Regions from separate parts of the Mus musculus genome. Here all the other regions are linked to region 1. The links are chromatin contacts, called in public Hi-C and promoter capture Hi-C maps. All regions are on one chromosome and are shown on one strand. Each heading gives the region's core, a stretch centred on a gene start, on an enhancer-like site or on the middle of the called end of the contact. The rest is flanking DNA. Distances are from core to core; before and after follow the strand shown. Region 1 holds the start of Zbtb25 (zinc finger and BTB domain containing 25). Region 2 holds the start of Prkch (protein kinase C, eta). Region 3 holds the start of Eif2s1 (eukaryotic translation initiation factor 2, subunit 1 alpha). Region 4 holds the start of Hif1a (hypoxia inducible factor 1, alpha subunit).

What was found. Hi-C and Micro-C count contacts between places; a contact is called where the count stands out from the background. Capture Hi-C pulls out chosen DNA fragments and counts their contacts.
Region 2: a contact with region 1 is called in a Hi-C map of regulatory T cells, with 8 times the contacts expected there. The contact joins the promoter of Prkch here to the promoter of Zbtb25 in region 1. A contact is called at or near these places in 2 of 484 Hi-C or Micro-C datasets (CD8 T cells and regulatory T cells) and 1 of 115 datasets of contacts at active chromatin or transcription factors (thymic regulatory T cells).
Region 3: a contact with region 1 is called in a promoter capture Hi-C map of adipose tissue, with 3 times the contacts expected there. The contact joins the promoter of Eif2s1 here to the promoter of Zbtb25 in region 1. A contact is called at or near these places in 1 of 484 Hi-C or Micro-C datasets (CD8 T cells), 1 of 115 datasets of contacts at active chromatin or transcription factors (astrocytes) and 2 of 9 other capture datasets (adipose tissue and liver).
Region 4: a Hi-C map of Th1 cells shows a contact between it and region 1, with 9 times the contacts expected there. The contact joins the promoter of Hif1a here to the promoter of Zbtb25 in region 1. A contact is called at or near these places in 3 of 39 promoter capture datasets (the C10 cell line, embryonic stem cells and pre-B cells), 1 of 484 Hi-C or Micro-C datasets (Th1 cells) and 1 of 115 datasets of contacts at active chromatin or transcription factors (large pre-B cells).

The regions. Positions count from the first base shown.
Region 1 is chr12:76,368,133-76,371,225 of GRCm38.p6, reverse strand. It overlaps Zbtb25 (zinc finger and BTB domain containing 25), which reads left to right and starts at 1,666. Exons shown (of 3, transcript NM_028356.2): 1 at 1,666-1,786. Zbtb1 (zinc finger and BTB domain containing 1) reads right to left here and starts at 706. Exons shown (of 2, transcript NM_178744.3): 1 at 496-706.
Region 2 is chr12:73,583,233-73,586,325 of GRCm38.p6, reverse strand. It overlaps Prkch (protein kinase C, eta), which reads right to left and starts at 1,530. Exons shown (of 14, transcript NM_008856.4): 1 at 801-1,530. The coding sequence starts at 1,163. It overlaps LOC115488016 (collagen alpha-1(I) chain-like), which reads right to left and starts at 2,648. Exons shown (of 3, transcript XM_030247047.1): 1 at 2,559-2,648; 2 at 2,017-2,115; 3 at 1,191-1,896. The coding sequence starts at 2,648. The coding sequence ends at 1,231.
Region 3 is chr12:78,860,435-78,863,527 of GRCm38.p6, reverse strand. It overlaps Eif2s1 (eukaryotic translation initiation factor 2, subunit 1 alpha), which reads right to left and starts at 1,456. Exons shown (of 8, transcript NM_026114.3): 1 at 1,348-1,456. It overlaps Atp6v1d (ATPase, H+ transporting, lysosomal V1 subunit D), which reads left to right and starts at 1,890. Exons shown (of 9, transcript NM_023721.2): 1 at 1,890-2,109. The coding sequence starts at 2,069.
Region 4 is chr12:73,906,371-73,909,463 of GRCm38.p6, reverse strand. It overlaps Hif1a (hypoxia inducible factor 1, alpha subunit), which reads right to left and starts at 1,597. Exons shown (of 15, transcript NM_010431.2): 1 at 1,140-1,597. The coding sequence starts at 1,174.

The DNA of each region.
Region 1 (3,093 bases), core at 417-2,916:
AAGCGTGTGTGCTGAGGAGCGGGGGTGGGAAAGAGCGAAGCAGGAATCCGCGCGGCCCAGCCGCCTCCTCCCTCGGAGCGCGCCCAAGTCTGCGGCCTCCGGCTCCGGGACGCTCCCCTCCCACCGGCCGCCCAGCCGCAGCTGGAAGTTAGCGAAGCGCGCTCTGGGCCCGTCAATCAAGCGCGGCCTCCCGCCTCCACCTCCCCTCCCCCCACCCCCCCAGCACAAAATAAAATAAAGGGAAAAGAAGTAATTTGGGAAGTCGTCTGGAGAGGGGATTCGTCCGGAACCCGGAGAGGCCGCGCGCACCGGACTGACGGCCGGCCCCGAGCGAAGCCGCTCGGCAGACCCCCGCCACCGGCTCCTCGCCGCGCGCTTTCCACGCTCCGGCTCCCCGCACCGGTCGGCGCCGCCTCGGCCACGCACTCCGCCAGGCCCGTGGCCCAGCTTCGGCCAAAGTTGCGCAAATGGCCCCGACGACTGGCAGCTACTCACCGGGCGCGGTGGGACGCGCGGCTGCGGAGGTTTTATGGAGTTGAGGGCAGCGGAGCCGCTGGGAAGGCGGGCGGAGGCGAGGGGCTGCGGGCTGCAGTTGACGGCGCGCGGCGCTCGGCTGGGCTGCGCCGAGACACTCCGGGCTCTGCCAGGGACTGCGCTGCAACAAAGGACTTCCGCTGCCGCACAGCCGCGCCTGCCGCACCGCACTGAGCCGGCCCCGCTTACGCGGCGACTCCGGGTCTGCCCACCAGTTCGCGGCGGCGTCCGCCAGCCTTCCCCTCCCTCTCGCCCGCCCACCCACTCCGCCGCTGGCGGCTAGGGGCACCCGCGGTCGCCTGTTGGTTGCAACAAGTTTCTGCGTCGGGCCGGGGAGGCTGGCACTGCCCGCAGCGCGGGCGCCCGGGCGGCGGCGGCTGGAGCAGCACTGTCGCCCCTCTCCCCGGAGTCGGCTTGGCCCTCCTCCTGTTTGCACAGCTGGACGCCACTGGGATCCTCCCGACTCCCCCAGGGCTGGATGCCGATCGCCCTCTACCCAGATGTCAGACCCCTGTCCCGCAGGGCCCCGCAGTTGGACCCGCCCCCGCGCTCCACCCTGGACGCCTGGAGGGGGGGGTGACACTCTCGTCCCGTCCAGCCTAAAGCCTGTCCGCTCGGGGTCCTCCGTGCCCCCCGACTCCTCTTCGCGTGGGCCCGCCAGCCTCGGGCCTGAGTCACTTCCCCCGCCATGCCCCGCCCGGCCCGCCTCCCTCCCTGGCTCCCGCCGCATGTGGCTGCCTGCCCCGCGCCCTCGTCCCCCTCCCGCGCCAGACGCCGGTGCATCCTTGCCCGTCCCCACCCAGGGCCGAGGGGGCACCCGTGGTTTTTTTTTGTTTTTTGGGTTTTTTTTTTTTTTTTTTTTTTGCACACGCCGGGGAAAGTTCCCAGGTCACGCCAAGACGTGTGGGGAGCCAGTGACGCTCGAACTTGTCCCCACACTTCCGCCTCCAGTCACGACTGGGGACCGTGGCAGAGGCGCGCCCGGAGCGCGGGGCCGACCCCCGCCTTGGCCACTCGGGCGGGCAGGCAGGCGCGCGCGCACGCACGCACGCACGCAGGCAGGCACGCACACTAGCCGGGGTGCCGCTCGCTTCCCGGCAGTCCGGTCACGTGGGCCGGGCGCGGGAAGCCGCGCGAGAGCAGCCCGCCGGGTGCGTGAGCGGGCGCAGCCGCGTGGTGTGCGCCGCGCGGGAGCCCGCCCCTCCCGCACAGAGAAGCCCGCCCGCCAGTCCGCCGCCGCGGCGGAGTCTGGGTAAGCAACGCGGCCCTGCCCCTGTGGGCTGCTCCGGGCTCAGTCCCTCCCGCCGCGAGCCGCCCGGGCGGCGGCTGCAGCTGCACCCGTCGCGGGACAGATGCAAGTAGCCGGGGAGAGGGGTGCTGTTTTTGGTCCGTTGGAGATGTCAGTCAGGGCCCAAGGAGGACATTAGCAACGGCGAGCGAGTGCTGGGCGCGCGGAGCCGCCCCTGGCCGTGGGCCGCCGGGGCCTAACGCGGGCGGGATGGCGCGCGCGATTGCCGCACAGCCTTAGAGCCCATTCCCGCTGCGGGCCGGGCTCCGAGCGGGCGCAGAAGCCTCAATCCGTCTGTGTCAGCCGGGTCCTGGGCGGCCGCGTCAGGCCTCCAGGCTCTAGCAAGTGGGCGGGTGTCCAGATCGGGCTGCGCAGCCCTCACTCTCCCCTCCCCCATCCAGTTTGTGAGTACCTAGCATCTAGGGCAAGTAGCCCCCTACCCTAATAATTAATTTTTCTCTTAGCCCAGTGGTTTTTCATTTTGAATTCTGGCCCCCATCTTATATCATCGTCTCCCTAGCACTCATTTGGAGGAATCAAGCCGTTATCAGTTGCTTAGGTAACGCACTGCGCTGTACCTGGAACCTGATAGCAGCTAGTGTTGTGTGTTTTATAAATTAACTCCCATCTCCCTCTAAGGGATTAAAGTTGGCCTTCTTCCTCGAGGGACTCCAGCAAGTCCTTCAAAAGCTGCAGAGCTGTCGATTGACAGAATTGAAGTACATCTTAGAATCAGAGTTTTTCAGCTGAAAAGGACCTTAAATATCGAGTCCATCCCTCATTTCACAGCTAACACCCGGCCTAAGAAGCAGAGTGTTGCCCGATCAAAGTTTCTGCACCTTTCATAATTAGCCTCAGGACTGCAGTGCCAGTTTATCCTGCTTTGGACAGTGTATACTCCAGAAGTGATTAAAATTACATCAGGTTTACAGGACTTCTCAAGTTGATAGCCCAGGCTAGTGTAGAAGTAGCAATGGATCTTAGGTCGGGCTCTCACTCGCAGGAACTAAGAGTGTATGCCCCCTGGTCTGGCCACGTGTCTCGGCCTTAGGTTTAGGCATCATTCTTGAAGCAACCTAGATATAGGTACATAGCCACTGCCTGACTTGGGGGTGGGATGAGTAGGTGTGAAATAGTCAAGATGGCTGGGATTCAGTTAGGGAGCAATGAGACATCCTGGGTGGTCAGCAAGAAGACCCCCACCTACCCCACCACACACTAGACTGTCATGCCCAGTACTATAATAAGCTGTAAGGAGTTTCCAGTCAGGT
Region 2 (3,093 bases), core at 281-2,780, 2.8 Mb after region 1:
AAATTCTATCTCCAGGGAACTATGGGAATGGCAGCAGCATATAAGAAGTTGCGGGCAGCTAAAGGTCAACGCAGAGGGAGGAGACCCAAACCTAAGGTGTCTTGGCCACCTCTTCTCAGAGGAATAGTTTGGAAGCACCCATACACCCAGGCTGACTGAACTTAAGAGCAAACAGAGAAGTTTTAAACCTCTCACCCCACCACTCCCGCCTCCACCCTCGCCCCCAATCCCCAAGGGAAAAGCTAAACAAAACTCTGCCAGGGTGCAAAGCCATGCACTCACTCTGATCCCTGCCAGTGTAGCTTTTGTACCTCTGGGATGTAATGGATGTGCATGCTGAAACACGTGTGCACGTCTGTGTGGCTGAACCAACATGCATCCATAAACACTATGAATAATACTCGCGAGAATGTATGGCTTTCTCCTAAGAAGTGTTTGAAGCACTTGATTCAAACCATATCCCTTTCATATCGCCCTTTCTCTGCTTTTCTTTATATGAGAGTTGTGATTCCCAAACCCCCTACCCCGGGAGGAGGGGGATGGAACTCTGTATCACTATTGGGCTTCCCCTAAGTGCAAAGTCCAGGTCCACAAAGAGGACGGATTCCCAGAGTCCCACCTGCGCCCGCATACACCCACGGCTGTCGCGTCAACAGTGCAGGCCACCTGGGAAAGGACCGAAGTCTAGAGGGAATTCCTTCCCCTGCAGGGCGATGAGGGAGCGGGACTCTGACGAGTTTCGAAAATTAAAAGGAGGGAAGGTCCAGCAGACATGGAGGAGTGAGGCGATCGCTACTTACCCAGCCCTCGAAGGTGTCCGAGGTACCAGCCGTGCGCAACAGCTCCTGGAACTGCAGCGTGCAGTTGGCCACAAAGTGGTCATAACCCAGGGGCGTCTCGTGGAAGACGGCTAGCTCCAGGTGGCCGCCGTCGGTGACATTGGCGCAGAACTCCTCGTTGTAGGTGGGTTTGTTGGTCTTCTGCTTTGTGCTGGTCTGGCCCACGCGTACCTGGTCTACGCTCACCGTCAGGTAGGGGTCCAGCAGCTGGTGGCCCTTTTTGAAGAGCGAGTGCCGCAGGGACCAGCGGGTGGGCTGCAGCCCTACAGCCTCTCCGATGCGGACCCTCAGATAGCCATTGAACTTCATCGTGCCGGACGACATGCCGGCGCTGCTGCCGGAGCCCCGAGGGGGCCGCGCTGGCTGGCACTGGGGAACCCGGAGCCCGGGCTCAGGGCAGTCCTCTCCGCTGCCACGGGCGTGGAGGCAGCTCTGGGAAGAAGCAGCGCCCGAGCCCCCTGCGACCGGCCATTCCGCCTCCTCGGAGGGATCTTCCCCTCCCCTCCTTCCCTCCCGCCCTTTCTCCTGAGGTGGAAAGGAGGGGAGCCGGGCTCCGAGCCCTCGGCGGGCTGCTGGGCTCCCGATCGTCCTTCTGGAGCGCGCGGGGCTCGCCCCTTCTCCGGGGCCGGCCAGATAGTCTCCCCGGAGAGCAGGAGCGACCCGTCCGGCTAGCTCCAGCTTTGGCGTCTCTGCCCCCGCCTCCGCCCGTTCCTCCTGCCCCCGCCTCCGCGGGCTCACGCTCTCCCCCACTCGGTGAGCTGAGAACCAGGAAGCAGCAGCAGCAGCAGCAACCGCAGCCGCATCCCGGCCAGAGCCGCGCGCCGCCGGGCTCCAAGTTCTCAGAAGCCCGGTGCGGGCTGCCACGCCTTCCGGACCCCGGGGGCGTGGCGCACCGCGGGCAGCACCGCCTTGAGGGGTGGGTGCCGGGGTTACGCGGTGAAGGGGGCCCGCACTCCCCACTCACCCCAGGGGCGGTTCCCGCCCTGAGTGCTCGCGGATCCCTGCTCCCGGTGGCCGGGTTGGCGGTGCGTTTCGGGCTGGAGGCTGCCCTAAGGGGCTGGACAAAAAGAAAGGATTCCAGGCCCACCGCCAGCAAACACCTGAGGCGTGGGAGACAGCCGGGGAGAGAATTGGCAGGACGGGTGGATGCGGAAAATCAGCAGCAGGGAGTTCCTACCTCCCACCCTAAGTAGTGGCCTGGAGACCCTGCCGGAGGGTGACAGAGCCCTAGCCAGAGGCGGGTGTTCTGTGGGGAAGGGGAGGTCCCTTTCCTAATCTTTACCGGAATGGGTCATCCCAGGTTCAGCTTAGACTCATCCTGTTTATGTGCCTTTTCGGCAGAGAGTAATTAGTTGTTTTGTTTGCGTATTTTTTTAATAGGGCAATGGTAATGATGGAAATCCTGTACTCCTTCCTGGGAGAGGTGTGTCACTGCACAAAGAGCAGGAAAGATTGGTTCTGCTGGAGACTGACAAGGCCAAGATGTAATAAGTCCCTTCCTCCGCAAGAGGCGGTTTGCTGGTCCACCTAGTCCTGCATTATAAGGGCAGCAAAGTGTTCACATGCGCCACCCTGACACACAGTGGCTTTCAGCTGCCTCTTCTAGGAACAAACACTCTAGGTTGTTATTGTCAGAGTGGGCAGACCCTAAGTTTACCCATCTCGTGACTTCTACAGGTTTTGTCTCCTAGGAACACCTTTTGGTCTAATCCATTCTACCATAAAGCTTGCTCCCTGAGGGCCAGCCGCAACCAATATGTCTCCTATAAAGTCCAGGCCATTCTTAAGACGCTTAAGGACGCTCACCATACTCGTTCTTACTGAACAGGCTGGTTGGTCGTCTGTCCCCTTTCTAGCACATGGTTTGGCTTGCTGAGAAGGTTCTGGGCAGTTTCTCATTAGGGAGTTGAGACCTCACCAGTAACAGCTTCACACTATAGGATGAGATGGAGAACAATGGGCTGGCCGGATGGGCCTCTCTTGGAAATACCAAGGCTTCCTGAAAGAGTGGGGCAAGGAAGTAGAGGGTCACTTCAGTTCAGGCAGAGCTCTCCAAAGTGTGCTAGCAACCCGTTTGTAGAGGTAGAGTCGGCTGGGTGAAAGCAACTCTGACTTCTTCCCTAAAGAGCTGGACCTGGCTCCTCCAGAGAGCTGCCGGTTCGCCTTAAGAACCACGAGGGCTCCAAACTTTGTCTCTGCAACTCCTTCCGTGGATATTTTATTCCCTATTCTAGGGAGGAATGAAGTATCCACG
Region 3 (3,093 bases), core at 207-2,706, 2.5 Mb before region 1:
ATATACACTAAAAACAAGAACTAAACTCAAGTCTTTAACACAAAATCTGATATCCACAAAGTTTCCCTGTATCACACACAGTATGACAATGTTAAGGGCTCTCCCACCCCCCCTTTAGAGACAGGGTTTCACTGTGCAGCTCTGGCTGGCCTCAAGCATTTTCAGTGCTGGGATTAAAGATATGTGTACCTCACACCTCTCACAAGGGATCCCACTTCTGTAGTTAATGCCATACAGACTGTATGTGTTCTGATGTAAACAAACAAAAACACACTTCAAAGCTAGTTTCAAATACCTTGCATTATTAGTATTTTGCCCCTGTTAACTTCTAGAGTCGGTACATTGTCATGTCACCATAGCAGATATGGGCAATGAACATTCCAAAATAAAATGTACCACGCTGGGAAAACGCTGTTCAGCTCTAAAGTTTACTAGTACAACTAAGTCTTTTGAGAATCAGGGCCCACCATCTGGCATCATAGGCACAGAAAAAGCACTACAATTTCATAACTGACATTTTTGATGAACTGTCGAGGGTCTCCACCTCTTTAACAACAACTTGAGGAGGAGAAAAATCAAGACTTTTCTGATGTACCCTTTCTTCAAGAAACAATGTTTGTTCCTTAGTGGAAATTAAAGCATCCTAAATATAAGGGGGTGTTTAAGAGCCCCAATGCGAGTACACACTTAACTCTAAAGTTTTACGCTTTCAGCGTCCATAATTACAAAACTCCAGTTTTATTTTCGCAGTTACCCAAACAGGGCAAATAACTTCAACAGCTGATTTTAAATTCCAGGAATTCACTCATACAGAAATGCACAGCTAGAGCGAAAACTTAACGACCTCAACACTAATAGTTCCATTTTGGACTTTTTTTTAACTTAAATATGGTGGTTTATCCTATTGTTTCTTTGGCGAAAAGTTCAGTCTCCACAGAGAGAAAAGTTTTGGCAGTATCTTGGGGCTGAAAAGAAGGATAAAAGAAAGAAAAAAAAAAAAAGCCCAAATTCTCCGGTCCGGTAAAAGCAATCGTCTTGAACTAGGAGTGGGACTGGAGTCGAGGGTTCTCCAGAGGCCTCCCCACCACAAGACATCTTTAAGGAGGCTGTAAAAATCTACTTGGCCCACGTTCCTTCAGGGGTTCCTCCGCCCGTCCAGCCACGTTTCTGGCTCGCAGGAGCAGACACCGGCTGGCGAGAGGGCGCAGGAAATCACCAGCGGGCGGTGGCGACGGGGTCCAGACACTTCCCGCGCAAGAACGGGAAAGGGGGGGTAGCCCGGGGCCTAGCCGCACTGGACAAAACCAAGGCGAATCCTCGGGGAGAGCAAGCTGCGGGGCCGGTCACCTGAAGTGGATGTGTGAATCCCGAAGTAGGGTCCCACGCCGTGCTGCTTAGTGGCAACGAGGAGACTCGGAACACCAACCCCGGACGCCGAAGCTCCTCAGCGTGCGCTTCGCCCAACCCAGCGCGCATGCGGAGCCACCTCTCACTGCGCAGGCGCCGACAGAAAAGGATCCTTCGTTGCCACTAACCATAGAGTCTTGGTCCTCCTAATATGGGCGGTGTGAACCAAGGGACGAGCTGAAGAGTCACTGCCCCTGGTATTTATAGATTTTTTTGCGGAGGGAACTTGCTAGGTTTAAAGGAGAGGTAAGTTTCTGTTTCTTGCTCCAGGATGATCGCTTTAAGTTTTAGTCAACCAAGAGAGGGCGCTGTGACGAATGGCGGAAAGCCGAGGAAGAGGAGGAGCGTGATCCTCTCCTGACCCATCCCTCAGAGCGTGCTGGGTGCCGGCGACTCGCCGGAGGGAGGGGCGGTGGAGAGACCCGGAATTCCGGACTGTGCGCGCTTCCACATCCGGGCATTCCGTCTCCTCCCCCTCCCTCAGTCCTCGCCCAACAGGAACCGGAAGTGGGAACCGGTTTCCTGGTTGCCTCTTAGCAACGCAGTTGTCAAGTGACCCGGTCAGCTGACTCCCGTGGAGGCGGGCACTGGGGTAACCGGTTCTGGAGGTGTTGCGGTCCCGATTGTCTCGCCGGGGGGCCCGAGCCGAGTCACCGTCAGGATGTCGGGCAAAGACCGGATTGAAATCTTCCCTTCGCGAATGTAAGTTAAAGACTAGGACAAGCGACAACCGTGTTCAGGCACATCTTCCCGGCGCGCATTCCTGCGTACCCTTGGCCACCAGCAAGGTTCCTTGGTTTCTGGGTCGCTCCTTGAGCTTTCCCCAGGGTCTTCGTTTCCTCTGAGTTCCGAGCGAGGTTTCTTTCCAACGCTCCCCTCCCCTGCTGTTTCTGAGAGAAGAGGCCGGAGAAAGTGGTTCCAGTCCACAGGAAAAGGGGGTTCACCTGCTGGCAGCTTTTGGAGGTCGATGCCTTTACTCACTCATTCCGCACACCCTTTGAGCCACACACGGAGTTTACATAACTGAGCCGTCGGCGCCATCTCTACCTCCCAGGGCTCATCATTGCTGAGGATTGAGATGTAGACGCTGAGGTCTGACCAAAGCTCCCAGACGGGAAGTTATGTGACAGGGAAGCAGCTAGAAGGCCCCTCAGCCAAAGTGACATTGAATGTGTCACCCTCTCGCAGCTGTAGGTTTCAGTCTTGGATCCCGTCAAGTGTTATTTGCTGTGGGAAGATATCCCTGCATTTCTGAGGTATTCCTATAGCCCTGTGATGACTGCACTCTTTACGTCTAGCAAGTGTCACTCATGACACTGTCACGCGGGTATTTATTTGGGCTGTCTCCTGGATGAAGGAGGCATCTTTTTAATGCATAGAAGGTCCACAGAAAATTGTTCCTTGAACCCTTGCTTGGGATGTGCTCAGTTACAGGCCGCCTTTCTGCTTTGGGTTAACATCCTTGTTAGGAGAAGTGATGAAGTGAAAACTTGAAGTTTTCTCAAATACATATAATAACTTGTGGAAAGAAAAGGGTATTTGTGCTCTCATCTTCAATTGTTCCTGAAGAAGGAAATCAGTTTTTATTCTGATAATTAGGTCTCTCACTGTGGTCCTGTTTTGGGGCCTGTTTAGGGTTTTGCGTGTGTGTGTGTGTGTGTGTGTGTGTGTGTGTGTGTGTGTGTG
Region 4 (3,093 bases), core at 348-2,847, 2.5 Mb after region 1:
CTTTTATGGAATAAAGACCAAGACAAGGAAGGGGTGTCCAGAACAGCAGGAAAATGAGTAAGTTTATCTCTTCTGCTGATATGGATAAGGGGAATTAATCTCTTCCAGAAGACTAGAAGGACTTAACAGCAAATTAAGCCAGCCTTGTAACCACAGCTCTTACTACAAACCTTCAACTCCTTAAACTGATTTTCTCAAGGTTAAAATATCGAAGTAGACAAAATTGTGTGCTGGCGGCAGGGGTCGATCTTACCACCACTAGCTGTACTCAATTCTAAAATGTTCTCCTTAGACTCAAACCACAAGATGTTTCATAAACTTACACTGAATTCTCATGGAAGATTTCACACTTCAGATGTATGGTTTTTGGAAACAATTCTTTTCAGGTGTTCCAATAAATTTTCAGTATTTTAACCGACGGCTTTCATCATATATAGCCCCCACTCCATGAAATTACCGGCCTAAATTTAACCAAAACTATCCGTAAGTTATTTTCAGGAGTGAACGAGGCAGCCACATATTGATACATAACGTCTGGGCTCTCCTGACAGGTGATGCAAACACAAGTTTGTAGAAATTGGAAGTTGTTTACAATGATGCCATTTTCCTAAATTCCCGTTACTCTGATGGAGGCAAGTTTTTCCAGATTACAACCAAACCCGCACGTGCAAACTAGAAAGTTAGCGTCTTCGGGCCCCCAGAAGAAACTCCCTAACCTACAAAGGCAACGGCGGCCGCGGCGCAGCGAGGCGGCTCGGGGGAGCCCCGGGTCGGCCTCGGAGGGCCTCGACCCCAGGAAGCTGGCAGCGCGCACAGGGTCCGCCCGGGGCCCGCTGCTCGCGGCTAACGCGGAGGACGGGGAGGGAAGGCGCGGGAGCTAGAGGCGTACTCGGCCCTGGCCGGCTCGGCCGGATGGGCGCGCGGGGCAGGCTGGGCTGCGACGGCGCGGGGCGGGTGTCCGGGGCGGAGACCCCAGCCCCGCCGAGCGCAGGGCCCGCGACTCCCACCCCCAGCGCCAAGATGGCGACGTGGACCGCGGGGGAGCCCGGCGCGTGAGGCTGGGGGGGACGGAAGGGGAGCGGAGACAAAAAAAAAAAAAAAAAAAAAGCCAGTCCACGGAACGCGGCGGCCCGGCTTACTTTTTCTTCTCGTTCTCGCCGCCGGCGCCCTCCATGGCGAATCGGTGCCCGCGTTGTCTTCCCGGCCGGCGGCCCCCGGGCTCGCTCGGGCCTAAACGCCGGCTCTGTCCGCGCGCGCGGAGAAAGAGACAAGTCCAGAGGCGGGGTGGGAGGCGGGACGCCCCCCGGGACGGCGAGGCGGGAGCTGCAGGCTGCGCTCGCTGAGCTCCGGCTCGGGTTCCTAGGCGCTCCTCCGGCTAGCTTGTCAAGGCCTGGCTAGACACTGCCCGCGACGGCGGCGAGGACAGTCCTCGCGTCCCCTCAGCCGAGGAGGCTCTGTGCACTGAGGCGCTGAAGCAGCGGCAGGGGGCGGGCAAGGGCGGAGGCGCGCTCGGGCGCGCGGCGAGGGGAGGGAAAAGCCGAGGGGTGCGCGCGCCCGCTCAGCACCCAACGCGCGCGCCCGCGGGCCCGCCTCACCTGAGCGGAGGCGGGTTCCCGGAGAGCCAATGGTGAAGGACGCAGGCGGCCAGGCCCCACCCCAGCCCACGTTGCTCTCAGCCAATCAGGAGGAGGTCAGCTGAGCCCCAGCTGGGACGAGCTGCCCCGCTCACGTGCTTGTCTGTGTGCAGCTAGGGAGGGAAGAAAAAGGGGCGAGCGACGGGTGCGGCTGAGCCCAGGTCTGGGGGTGGGGGGGTCTCTGCACCTTCAATGGAAAGCTGCGTCTGGCTTTGGGAGGCGCTGCTGGAGCGAGTGGGCTGCCAAGCTTGGGTCCGAGCCTGGCTCGCACCGCCCCGGCTCTCTATAGAGTTCTCTGAGGCTCGCTTACTCCTTAGCTGCGTGGCTGGACCCGGTCGCCGCCCATCCCGCCCGAGTTTCCAGTTGAAAAAAAAAAAGCCAACTTTGCGTTCTGGCAGCCAGCCCCCCTGATGTTAGAGTGGGGTCCCTCCTTCCCAGGTGACCGACACCACTCAGTCTCCAGTCTCCGCTCTTTGCTACACAACAAGGGAAGTCTCCAAGTGATTAAGATTTTCTGGGCCAAAGTTTGACTACTGAGCAAATGCAGATAAAAATATAAAACAAATCCGTCTTGCCAAACCTCTCAAGGGGAGGGAAGTTGCAGGGCCATTTAAAAATAAACTATCTTAAGCATTTACAAATAAACAACAGCTTCAATAAGTGAGAGCACAAGCCTGAATTTGACAAGACAGGAAAAGGCATTGAATAGACTTATTTTGCTTTCATGTTGCTTTAAAAACTGACAAAGATCATCTTAAATGGATGCAGAAAAGGTGCAAGAATTGTTTCAGACTGAGTTTAGTTCACTGTTTAGACTGAAAGAAGAACAAGTCCTTCAACCTACAGACCTTGACAGGACTGCTCACCGGCTATGCTGGGAGCTATGGATTAAAGCCATCATTTTTAGTCGGTCTTTGGAAGCATAAATGTTAGGTCTGTGGGTATGGTGTGTGTTTGTTTTAAAAGTATTCCAAGCCCAACAAAGGAACACTTCGTGCCCGTGTGTGTACACACACACACACACACACACACACACACACACACACGTGTTATAGACACAACTGAGTCTGAATCTGGGGTCTCTGAAACTGACCTGACACTAGACTGTTTAGTATCTCTTCTTTGCCTTGTTAGTACATTGTTACAATCTAACTTTGGGTTGTATAATAATGTAGATATCTATGGTACATTTAAATTGCATTCAAATCCAAAAACAATGCCCTCTAGAAATACACATAATGTCCAGGTCTAATAAGACAATAAACAATGCATGAAGCAACTCAATACTCATAAAGATATGATTACAGCTGGAGATTTAGCTCGGTAGTAGAGGAGTGGTCTAGCATGCACAAGGCCCTGGCTTCAAAAAAGAAGTTAGGACTATATAAATAGATTTGAGCACTATTTTTGTTTGAAATCTAGAACATACCTCTGAAAGAGCTACAGGGTATATATAAAA